Regions from separate parts of the Salmo salar genome. Here region 2 is linked to region 1. The links are chromatin contacts, called in public Hi-C maps. All regions are on one chromosome and are shown on one strand. Each heading gives the region's core, a stretch centred on a gene start, on an enhancer-like site or on the middle of the called end of the contact. The rest is flanking DNA. Distances are from core to core; before and after follow the strand shown. Region 1 overlaps LOC106569167 (solute carrier family 22 member 23). Region 2 holds the start of LOC106569167 (solute carrier family 22 member 23).

Evidence for each region. Hi-C and Micro-C count contacts between places; a contact is called where the count stands out from the background.
Region 2: a contact with region 1 is called in a Hi-C map of muscle, with 2.0 times the contacts expected there. The contact joins the promoter of LOC106569167 here to the enhancer-like site in region 1.

Annotation. Positions count from the first base shown.
Region 1 is chrssa14:28,736,621-28,742,601 of Ssal_v3.1, forward strand. All of the region lies in intron 3 of LOC106569167 (solute carrier family 22 member 23), which reads right to left. Among protein-coding and RNA genes, the nearest start is that of tbb2a, 33 kb to the left of the region's middle. Within about 2 kb of position 2,876, at least 7 of the 13 cell types and tissues checked have an H3K27ac peak or open chromatin away from gene starts, as enhancers often do. A contact at or near this core is called in muscle, where this site is marked.
Region 2 is chrssa14:28,794,975-28,800,955 of Ssal_v3.1, forward strand. LOC106569167 (solute carrier family 22 member 23) reads right to left here and starts at 2,288. Exons shown (of 10, transcript XM_014140221.2): 1 at 1,132-2,288. The coding sequence starts at 1,584.

The DNA of each region.
Region 1 (5,981 bases), core at 1,626-4,125:
CGTATTTTATCTAACGGGTGGCATCCCTAAGTCTAAATATTCCTGTTACATTGCACAACCTTCAATGGTATATCATAATTACGTACAATTCGGGCAAATTAGTTCGCAACGAGCCAGGCAATGAACGCAAGAGAAGTGACACAATTTCATGTTAGCAGGCAATATTAACTAAATATGCAGGTTTAAAAATATATACTTGTGTATTGATTTTAAAGAAAGGCATTGATGTTTATGGTTAGGTACATTGGTGCAACGACAGTGCTTTTTTCGCAAATGCGCTTGTTAAATCATCACCCGTTTGTCGAAGTAGGCTGTGATTCGATGAGAAATTAACAGGCACCGCATCGATAATATGCAACGCAGGACACGTTAGATAAACTAGTAATATCATCAACCATGTGTAGTTGACTAGTGATTATGTTAAGATTGATAGTTTTTTATAAGATAAGTTTAATGCTAGCTAGCAACTTACCTTGGCTTCTTGCTGCCCTCGCGTAACAGGTAGTCAGCCTGCCATGCAGGCTCCTTGTGGAGTGCAATGTAAGGCAGGTGGTTAGAGCGTTGGACTAGTAACCAGAAGATTGCAAAAACAAATCCCTGAATCCCCCCTGAACAAGGCAGTTAACCCCCGTTCCTAGGCCGCCATTGAAAATAAGAATGTGTTCTTAATCTGACTTGCCTAGTTAAATAAAGGTGTAAAAATAAAAAATATCAGCAAATCGGTGGCTAAAAATACCGATTACTGATTGTTATGAAAACTTGAAATCGGCCATTCCAATTAATCGGTCGATCTCTACTGTACATAGACTTTTTGTTTTCTTTTGTTCTACTGTATTATTGACTGTATGTTTTGTTTATTCCATGTGTAACTCTGTGTTGTTGTATGTGTCGAATTTCTACGCTTTATCTTGGCCAGGTAGCAGTTGCAAATGAGAACTTGTTCTCAACTAGCCTACCTGGTTAAATAAAGGTGAAATAAAAAATAAAACAATAAAAATCTATGATACAGAGGGTGCAGAGGGAACACAAGGTCAACAATGACACTCCCACACATACACAACTTGACAGAGAGAGTGGACAGAAGGGAGAGGGGTCGACACTACAGTTCCACTACATAGCTCCATCCCTGGGAAGGAGACGAGGTATCCTGATACCGATGCCACTCCAGTATTGTGAACATTATTAGCCTATTTTAGCTGAAGAGCACTGACTCTTCCATGGCTAGGACAAAACACAGTCTCTGTCCTGATCCGACTGAACCAAACCTATTGCAGTGAAGTAATGAGGTTCTCCTTCTACAAATGTATTCCCAGTCACTTTCAGAAAGTCCTTGATTCATTCATACAGACATTAGCATGCATGCCACCACCACGCTAGCCAGCAGAAACACACAGAACTCAGCCCCTTAGCAAGCTAGACACTGCGGCAGCATAGCATAGAATAAAATAGGCTATATCAATCTTATGAAGCTGGTGAGTGGTACTGTACTGCAACAACAGTTCCCTTTCCTTTCCTTCTCTTTCTCAGCTTTTGTCTTCCACTCATCACTTTATATCTCCTCCTATTTTACTTTTTACTTGTGTTTTTTCCTTTTCTCAGCTCCAACTGGATCTTTCAAGGTGACAGGGCCAGGATAATACACTGTCAGCAGGCTGCAGCTCCACCCCCGAGGAAAAGGCCGGAATTTCAATTAGCATCTGCCCCCCTCCTAGCTAGTATGAATAATGCTCTGTGTTCATGGGACAGTAACGCAGCTGGAACGACAGAGCTAAGACTGAGGAGGAGGAGAGGGGAGAGTGGTGAGAGAGAGGGGGGAGAGAGGAGAAGGAGTGTTGGGTTTGGTGTAACCTCACCATGACACTGTGACAGTAACGCAGCTGGAACGACAGAGCTAAGACTGAAGAGGAGGAGTAGAGGGGAAGAGGAGAGGGGAGAGAGGTGGGAGGGGAGAGAGGAGAGGGGTGGGAGGGGAGAGAGGGGAGAGAGGTGGAGGGGAGAGAGGAGAGAGGTGGGAGGGGAGGGAGGTGGGAGGGGAGAGAGGAGGGGGTGGGAGGGGAGAGAGGAGGGAGAGGAGAGGGAGAGGAGAGAGGGGAGAGAGGTGGGAGGGGAGAGAGGAGGGGGTGGGAGGGGAGAGAGGAGGGAGAGGAGAGAGGAGAGGGAGTGTTGTGTTTTGGAGTAAACCCATCCTGATTCTCTGTGGGAGTTTTGTGAGTAAAGTCATGGGTCACTGGGAATAGCATGGGTTGGTGTTATGTGCTTTTGTGAGTGTGTGAATCGAACATATGGATGTACTTACAAAACATTCTACAGAGGTACTATGAGCTCCTTACTCCAGCTGACCCTAATCCTCCACATCCCTCCTGATCAGCAGTCCCACACTGCCCTGCACCAGCCCCAACCTCCAACCATCAGCCCAGGCCCTGCCTGCTGACACAAATCCCAGCGCTCAGGTGATGTCACACACAAAGCACTCACAGAAAGCCACAATGACACAGGGGTGATACTGAGGTGACCCACGGGTGACCAAAAAGGAGTAACCAAACAGGAGTGACCAAATGCACTAAAACAGGACTTTGTTAACACACATGCCACATGATGACAACTGATAAGACTCATCTAAAGCCATGGTGGGGGACAGCATTGGTATCAAGGAGTAACCTAACCATCAAAAGCCATCATCTGCCAAAAGCCTCTGGTTTGCAGCCTCTGTTCATCAAGTAGTCCAACACAGTGTGGATTCTGGAATAGAACATGCAACTTCAAGAACATAATGTCCAGTGAGTCAAAGAGGTTCCATTGTTCTGAGAACATTACAGTATCTGACCACTAGGGGCCCACAGTGATGTTATTTCCCTGTGACCAGCGGGTAACACACCACACTGACCTTTCCCCGACAGTCACATGATCTCCTCATGGCCCCATGCCATGTCGTCACCCCCTGCCTCCCCCCCTGCTCCCGGCCACTGGGTTTGTGTGTTCCTAGCCAGTAAACAGCTCCAGGGCCGCTCCTTCTAAATACAGTAAAGATGTGGTGGTAGACATATTACACTGTATAATGATCATTCTTAAAAAGCTTGTAGATAATAAGACTCAGAATACTGCTTCCTGTTTTTTTCTTAAAGAGATTGTACAAATGGAATAATGTGTGTGCAACCATGTGCTCAATATCCAGAAAGGTTGAGACTGAAGAGTGACTGTGTGGACGTGTTTATCTATGCCTGTGGGGACCAGAAGTCCCCACAAGAATAGTAAACAAAGAAGGGTTAGGGTTAAGGTTAGGTTTTGGGGTTAGGGTTATAGTTAGCGTATGGGTTAAAGTTAGGGTTAGGGATTAGGGAAAATAGGATTTTGAATGGGACTGATTTTTGTGTCCCCACAAGGTTAGTTGTGTGTGTGTGTGTGTGTGTGTGTGTGTGTGTGTGCGCACGCCTGAGTGCATGTGTGTGTGTGTAGTAGGCCTATCTCACTCTTTGTGGACTTTAAGTGAGGTCACACTCATTGATCAATACCTTATCTTAAACTGTAAGGATCAATAGGCTATGGGTCCAAGGCCTCTGAGGAATAGAGGGATGTTTAGGTAACAACTTCACAGTAATACTACGTTGATCCCTACTTCCAAAATGGCATGACAATACTTGCAACTTTGAACTTTGCCTGCTGAACGTGGATGAATGAATGTCTACGCGTGTGCACGCACATGTAAGTTTGCTTGTGTCTCTGTAGTAAAAACAGACATTACTATCAACACAAAAAGGATGTATCTGTGGTTTAATCATTACTCCAAACAGTTGCAAAACGAGATTTGCTACTTTTGCAACAAAAATGTGCATTTCTATTGGACAGACTCAGGGAGGTCCCTCTCTGTTTGCTGAACCTATCCAATAGAAACGCTAGTTTTCGTCGCATAATTGTTTGGATTAGTGATTACACCCCAGCTCTACTAGTCCCAGATGAGACCCCAGACAGACATAAAATACATCCAGTCAGTGTGACACAAACACAAATAATGACAAAATAGCGCCAACAAAACCACAGTCATCATCCTGATCCAAACAGTTGACGGATTAGGTCTACTGTTGACTCCCTACACCACGAGAAGAAAAAAGTGACACAATGCAGCCTGATACTATGCAGTCCTGCTCTGTTGCTTTGGACAGTGGGTAAATGTCACTTATCCAAAGGGTAAGAGATCATGTTGTTATATCATGTTGTGAATGCGTGAGTCATTTGAATAACACAGTGTCTGCAAAATGGGCCTACTACAGTATCAAGCTATGGAAAGAAGGTCCCCAACCGTCCACCGCACTGGGACTTCTGATAGGGAGGGATATAGACCCCCAGGAGAGGATGGGAGCTAGGGGTGAGAGATAGGGATGGAGGGATATAGACCCCCAGGAGAGGATGGGAGCTAGGGGGGAGAGATAGGGATGGAGGGATATAGACCCCCAGGAGAGGATGGGACTAGGGGGGAGAGATAGGGATGGAGGGATATAGACCCCCAGGAGAGGATGGGAGCTAGGGGTGAGAGATAGGGATGGAGGGATATAGACCCCCAGGAGAGGATGGGAGCTAGGGGTGAGAGATAGGGATGGAGGGATATAGACCCCCAGGAGAGGATGGGAGCTAGGGGTGAGAGAGAGGGATGGAGGGATATAGACCCCCAGGAGGGGATGGGAGCTAGGGGTGAGAGAGAGGGATGGAGGGATATAGACCCCCAGGAGAGGATGGGGGCTAGGGGGGAGAGAGAGGGATGGAGGGATATAGACCCCCCAGGAGGGGATGGGAGCTAGGGGGAGAGAGAGGGATGGAGGGATATAGACCCCCAGGAGAGGATGGGGGCTAGGGGTGAGAGATAGGGATGGAGGGATATAGACCCCCAGGAGGGGATGGGAGCTAGGGGTGAGAGAGAGGGATGGAGGGATATAGACCCCCAGGAGAGGATGGGAGCTAGGGGTGAGAGATAGGGATGGAGGGATATAGACCCCCAGGAGGGGATGGGAGCTAGGGGTGAGAGATAGGGATGGAGGGATATAGACCCCCAGGAGAGGATGGGGGCTAGGGGGGAGAGATAGGGATGGAGGGATATAGACCCCCAGGAGGGGATGGGAGCTAGGGGTGAGAGAGAGGGATGGAGGGATATAGACCCCCAGGAGAGGATGGGAGCTAGGGGTGAGAGATAGGGATGGAGGGATATAGACCCCCAGGAGGGGATGGGAGCTAGGGGTGAGAGAGAGGGATGGAGGGATATAGACCCCCAGGAGAGGATGGGACTAGGGGTGAGCGAAAGGGATGGAGGGATATAGACCCCCCAGGAGAGGATGGGGGCTAGGGGGAGAGATAGGGATGGAGGGATATAGACCCCCAGGAGAGGATGGGGGCTAGGGGGGAGAGATAGGGATGGAGGGATATAGACCCCCGGGAGAGGATGGGGGCTAGGGGTGAGAGATAGGGATGGAGGGATATAGACCCCCAGGAGAGGATGGGACTAGGGGGGAGAGATAGGGATGGAGGGATATAGACCCCCAGGAGAGGATGGGGGCTAGGGGGGAGAGATAGGGATGGAGGGATATAGACCCCCCAGGAGAGGATGGGGGCTAGGGGGGAGAGATAGGGATGGAGGGATATAGACCCCCAGGAGAGGATGGGTGCTAGGGGGGAGAGATAGGGATGGAGGGATATTGGGGAGGAAGGAAAGGAAGTTTGCCTAGCAGCCGGGTAATGTACACTCAGCACAAAAGTGAACTTTACCCTGCTCAGAGGAAGCACTGAGTGTGCATCTTATCTCATTTATCTAGACACAGAACGTGAGGGAGTGGGGGAGGACAGGACACGAAGGAGGGAAGGGATTATGTTATTCACCCACCCAGTCATAGATTTCCTCCTCTCCTCTCATTGGAGAAACTCCTCCATTTCTTCCACCTAGACATCCTTCTCTGTCTCTCTGACAAATTGGGCTGATTTCAGCAGCCATGTGTCTGTAG
Region 2 (5,981 bases), core at 1,038-3,537, 58 kb after region 1:
GGCCACGAGGTCCATTTTGAAAGTGCAAATGGGGAAATCATGTCCTTTCACTATTTGGGTTCAGAAACTATATTTAGGCTTAGTATATCTTTATAGGCCTAGGAGGCCTATGTGGATCGATTAACACCTGAGGCAGAGGAACTGAACTATAACATCAACAGCACAAGATCCTTGGAAAAACTAGTATTCTCTCGAAGTAACTCAAAATAAATGTCTGATACAGAGTCGAAACTGGGCACAGTAGAAGGGTTTATAGGTTACTGTTCAGATATAAAACAAGTTCAGATAAGGAAGAAAGACAATCGTTGCATTTTTTTTAGAGCAGTTGACATAATCTAAATAGGGAAGTCATTATTCTCGGGTGGCGCGAGGTGTGCGAGGGAGAGCACTAACGAGCTTGACAGTAGGCTACATGCCCTTTGCTCTAGATCAAAGCTCCAGTATCGCTTAGGTCTGGGCCATTATGACCAACGAAACATTCTGACCACAGGCACATTCTGCCGTGGTCATAGGGAGAGGGACATCTCTCCATGATAGGTAGCACCTCGTCAGCTGCTCCTATGAGTGAAGGCATAACATCACTGGCTTAGGAACTGTCGGCATGTAGATGAGCTATAGGCTACAGAACAGTCTCTCCAGCCGACATACTCGTAGTTATTGTCTATGAGTACTCATAGCCCGATGAATTGGTTATTAAAGCACTCAGTGGAGCAGCTCGTGTTATTATACAGGGATAGCCAATTGTGGAAAAATACATTCCTGGGCTGCATGCGCTAGCAGGCTATTGGAGGCAGCAATGCATGAACCAGTCACATGCTTTTAGACTCATAAAGGTGTGACGGTTAAGCGAGGTGCCAGCCTATATCAAAATAATATGCTTTTTTTTGAGAGACTGCAATAGGTCTATTCCTACAATGAAACAATGTGATAGTGTTAAAGCCCTCGTCTGCTAACGTACTTTACTTATCTATGGCTGTGGGTAAACCCACCACAATATGCTGATATTATAATGCAATTGATCCAATGCGCCTCATGTGAATCGAGGGAGGAATACGTGTATAGGCCTTAATTACATAAAATAAACTATGTAAAGTCAGCCCTTACTGCTCAATGTCAGGCAACAAAACTTACCTTAGTAACCACATTCTGCATGAGTCCCGTTTGCAGCTCAAACGTCCACTCCTTGCACATACAATGTTGCAGATGCCTGGCTGTATTATTGTGGGTTCCATTGTAATAAACGTACGCCGCTGTTCGTGGGAAACTATTATTTGGACCATGGAATAAAGAGGAAGGAATTATAGTAAAATTAGTCGTATTTGCAGTTTGCGGAACACATGTATTGTTCGGTTGGGCAAGAAGGAATTCGTCAGAGTACTGGCTGAATCCAATAAATAACGCCGGAATCCATGTTAGCACGATTAGCTGTCTCTGATACTTCCCAAATCCCCCAAGAAAAGGCAAGACACAATCGTCGATGCGTGTGAGCAATCCCGGCGACTCTGTTTCGGGGGACACGAAGCCGTTCTCCGGTTGATGTTCCTCCGTCTCGAGCTGCACCACGGCCATCGCGGTTTCGCTCATGGATGCGTCTGTAGCGCAGCCGGGTTGGCAGTGTTACCCGTCGACTCCAAAATGCGTCAATGTCCCCGCTCTAGTGGTGAAAGCCGTCCGCAAGCAACCACTGAAATTGAAATAAGACTCACTTCTTTATGATCAGGACTCCCTGTGCTCTTGTTTAGGTGGACTCCATGGACTATTGCCACTGAACGAAGAGCACTAGGCTACTTAAGTGACAGCAAGCAGCTTTAAATGCAGGCTGGCAAATGTCCAAACTTAGAATAAACACGCGCGACAACATGGGAAATTGGCAGGGATGTTTTTAATCACCAATATTCCCTTCTGCTGGCCTGGATAGGCTACATCTCATTAGCATATAATTGTGCCGGAAGAAATGGTACATCGAGGGGGGGAGATAAACACTGCCCCTTTCTCGAGGGCGCTACAGGTAACACACCTGTACAAATAGTGAATTACAGTCATCTGATGGTCTGTAAACACATAGCCTATTCCTTCTTCCCGACCACGTCATCCGATATATCGAAATGTTGAGTAATGTTCACAGCGATGAAGTGCCACGGACAGATTATGTAATTACAGAATAGGAAGAAAGATAAAAACATTTAACCGGCTGGTAAACTATAGGTGGAACTTTGAGCAACCCTCCGCCCATGTCTGTCGCTCACTCGCAGCAGTGCATACCCCGACAGGCTGCATAACACGGTTTTGGCTCTATATAGCGACAAAGATCTCCATTGTAACGTGTGTAGCCTAGGAGACGTTTAGTAGGCCCATAGGCCTGTCCTTATATTTATGACAATAGGTCTGTCATAGTGGAGGGAAAGGAGAAGAGAGGATGCAATTGAGTTGAGATTTTTAATAAGGGGGTGGGCCCACTGTCACACACACACACACACACACACAAACACACATGCAATGGGTTATGCGGAGTGCCTGGACACAGCCCTTAGCAGAGGTATGTATATTGGTCATACATCACAAATCCCTGAGGTGCCTTATTTCAATTATAAACTGGTTACCAACGTAAAAAGAGCAGTTAAAATAAATATGTCACGCTGTCAGCCAATCAGCATTCAGGGCTCAAACCACCCAGTTTATAATTTACTATTATACACAGAGAGATCTACAGAGAGAGAGATATTAATGTCATCTGTGCAATATAGTCAGTCAACATATTATTTCAAGAGCTTTACTACATTGTTATTTCAGTAATGATTAACTGTAACTCTATGTTACAATGTCTTGTGTGGTCGGATAAAAAACTGTAGACCATGAGGAAAATCAAGAACTTATTCAAAATCAACAAAACAAAATCAATATGAAGTACATTATTTGATTTAAAGAGCAACTGCCTCTAAAAACCAACTTCCCATTTAGAAAACACCTTATGTGGCATCGATTTGAGTCAGAAACATTTATTCTACTGTCAAAATTGACTACAAAGTGTAAATAGAATAATTTTGGTCATAAAGTCAGTCTGGTCCAAAACAGAGTTTTGTGAGACTTACACTACCGTTCAAAAGTTTGGGCTCACTTAGAAATGTCCTTGTTTTTGAAAGAAAGGCACATTTCTTTGTCCGTTAAAACCTGTTAGGGATAGGGGGCAGTATTTTCACGGCCGGATAAAAAACGTACCCGATTTAATCTGGTTACTACTCCTGCCCAGAAACTAGAATATGCATCAAATTAATTGATTTGGATAGAAAACACTCTAACGTTTCTAAAACTGTTCGAATGGTGTCTGTGAGTATAACAGAACTCATATGGCAGGCCAAAACCTAAGAAGATTCTATACAGGAAGTGCGCTGTCTGACCATGTCTTGGCCTTCTGTGGCATCTCTATCGAAAATACAGCATCTCTGCTGTAACGTGACATTTTCTAAGGCTTCCATTGGCTCTAGGAAGGCGCCAGAACGTGGAATGATAGCTCTGCAGTCTCTGGGCGAAAAACATCAGGGTTTTTTGTGAGTGGTCCTTCTGAGGACAATGACACTGGCGCGCGCGCCCGCACGAGACGAGTCAATTTTTTTCTTTCACTGTTTGAACGGATACAACGTCTCCCGGTTGGAATATTATCGCTATTTTACGAGAAAAATTGCATTAAAATTTATTTTAAACAGCGTTTGACATGCTTCGAAGTACGGTAATGGAATATTTAGAATTTATTTGTCACGAAACGCAACGGCGCGTCACCCTTCGGATAGTTACCTGAACGCACGAACAAAACGGAGCTATTTCAATATAACTATGGATTATTTCGAACCAAAACAACATTTGTTGTTGAAGTAGAAGTCCTGGGAGTGCATTCTGATGAAGAACAGCAAAGGTAATCCAATTTTTCTTATAGTAAATCTGAGTTTGGTGAGTGCCAAACTTGGTGGGTGTCAAATTAGCTAGCCGTGATGGCCGGGCTATGGACTCAGAATATTGCAAAATGTGCGGACACCGCGATTGCATAAAGGAGTTCTGTATCTATAATTCTTAAAATAATTGTTATGTTTTTTGTCAACGTTTATCATGAGTAATTTAGTAAATTCACCGGAAGTTTTCGGTGGTTATGCTAGTTCTGAGCATCATATGCTAATGTAAAAAGCTGGGTTTTGATATAAATATGAACTTGATTGAACAAAACGTGCATGTATTGTATAACATAATGTCCTAGGAGTGTCATCTGATGAAGATCATCAAAGGTTAGTGCTGCATTTAGCTGTGGTTTTGGTTTTTGTGACATATATGCTTGCTTTGAAAATGGCTGTGTGATTATTTTTGGGAGGGTACTCTGCTGACATAATCTAATGTTTTGCTTTCGCTGTGAAGCCTTATTGAAATCGGACAGTGTGGTTAGATTAACGAGAGTCTTATCTTTAAAATGGTGTAAAATAGTCATATGTTTGAGAAATTTAATTTATAGCATTTTTTAGGTTTTTGCATTTCGCGCCACGCTATACTATTGGATATTGGTGAGGCGTTCCGCTAGCGGAACGTCTGTCCCTAACAGGTTTTAAAATAACATAAAATTGATCAGAAATACAGTGTAGACATTGTTAATGTTGTAATTGACTATTGTAGCAGGAAACGGCAGATTTTTTAATGGAATATCTACATAGGCGTACAAATCAAAATCAAATCAAATGTATTTATATAGCACTTCTTACATCAGCTGATATCTCAAAGTGCTGTACAGAAACCCAGCCTAAAACCCCAAACAGCAAGCAATGCAGGTGTAGAAGCACGTGGCTAGGAAAAACTCCCTAGAAAGGCCAAAACCTAGGTAGAAACCTAGAGAGGAACCAGGCTATGCGGGGTGGCCAGTCCTTTTCTGGCTGTGCCGGGTGGAGATTATAACAGCACATGGCCAAGATGTTGGCCAAGATGTACAGAGGCCCATTATCAGCAACCATCACTCCTGTGTTCCAATGGCACAATGTGTTAGCTAATCCAAGTTAAAGGCCATCATCCCAAAGTCGCCTCTTCACTGTTGACGTTGAGACTGGTGATTTGCAGGAACTATTTAATGAAGCTGCCAGGTAAGGACTTGTGAGCCGTCTGTTTCTCAAACTAGACACTAATGTACTTGTCCTCTTGCTCAGTTGTGCACCGGGGCCTCCCACTCCTCTTTCTATTCTGGTTAGAGCCAGTTTGCGCTGTTTTGTGAAGGGAGTAGTACACAGCGTTGTACGAGATCTTCAGTTTTTTTTGGCAATTTCTCGCATGGAATAGACTTAATTTCTCAGAACAAGAATAGACTGATGAGTTTCAGAAAAAAGGTATTTGTTTCTGGCCATTTTGAGCCTGTAATCGAACCCACAAATACTGATGATCCAGATACTCAACTAGTCTCAAGAAGGCCAGTTTTATTGCTTCTTTAATCAGCACCACAGTTTTCAGCTGTGCTCACATAATTGCAAAAGGGTTTTCTAATGATCAATTAGCCTTTTAAAATGATAAACTTGGATTAGCTAACACAACGTGCCATTGGAACACAGGAGTGATGGTTGCTGATAATGGGCCTCTGTACGCCTATGTAGATATTCCATTTAAAAAAATCCAGCTACAATAGTCATTTACAACATTAGCAATGTCTACACTGTATTTCTGATCAATTTGATGTTATTTTAATGGACAACCTTTTTTTGCTTTTATTTCAAAAAACAAGGACATTTCTAAGTGACACCAAACTTTTGAGCGGTATTGTAAATGAAGGTTGGGTTTGTTTCAATCCTGCCCACAGCTGGCAGCACACAAGTAATCATCAATTTGGAGTGCAGCTGCATGTGACCTTATCTTAATGCCTGTGGTAAATTTGGGTTGACTCTGGATATCCCTATGGGGCTAGTTAGGGACCATCTGTAACATACACAATGTACATGGGACAATATGTAAAAAATTCCCATAGCTCC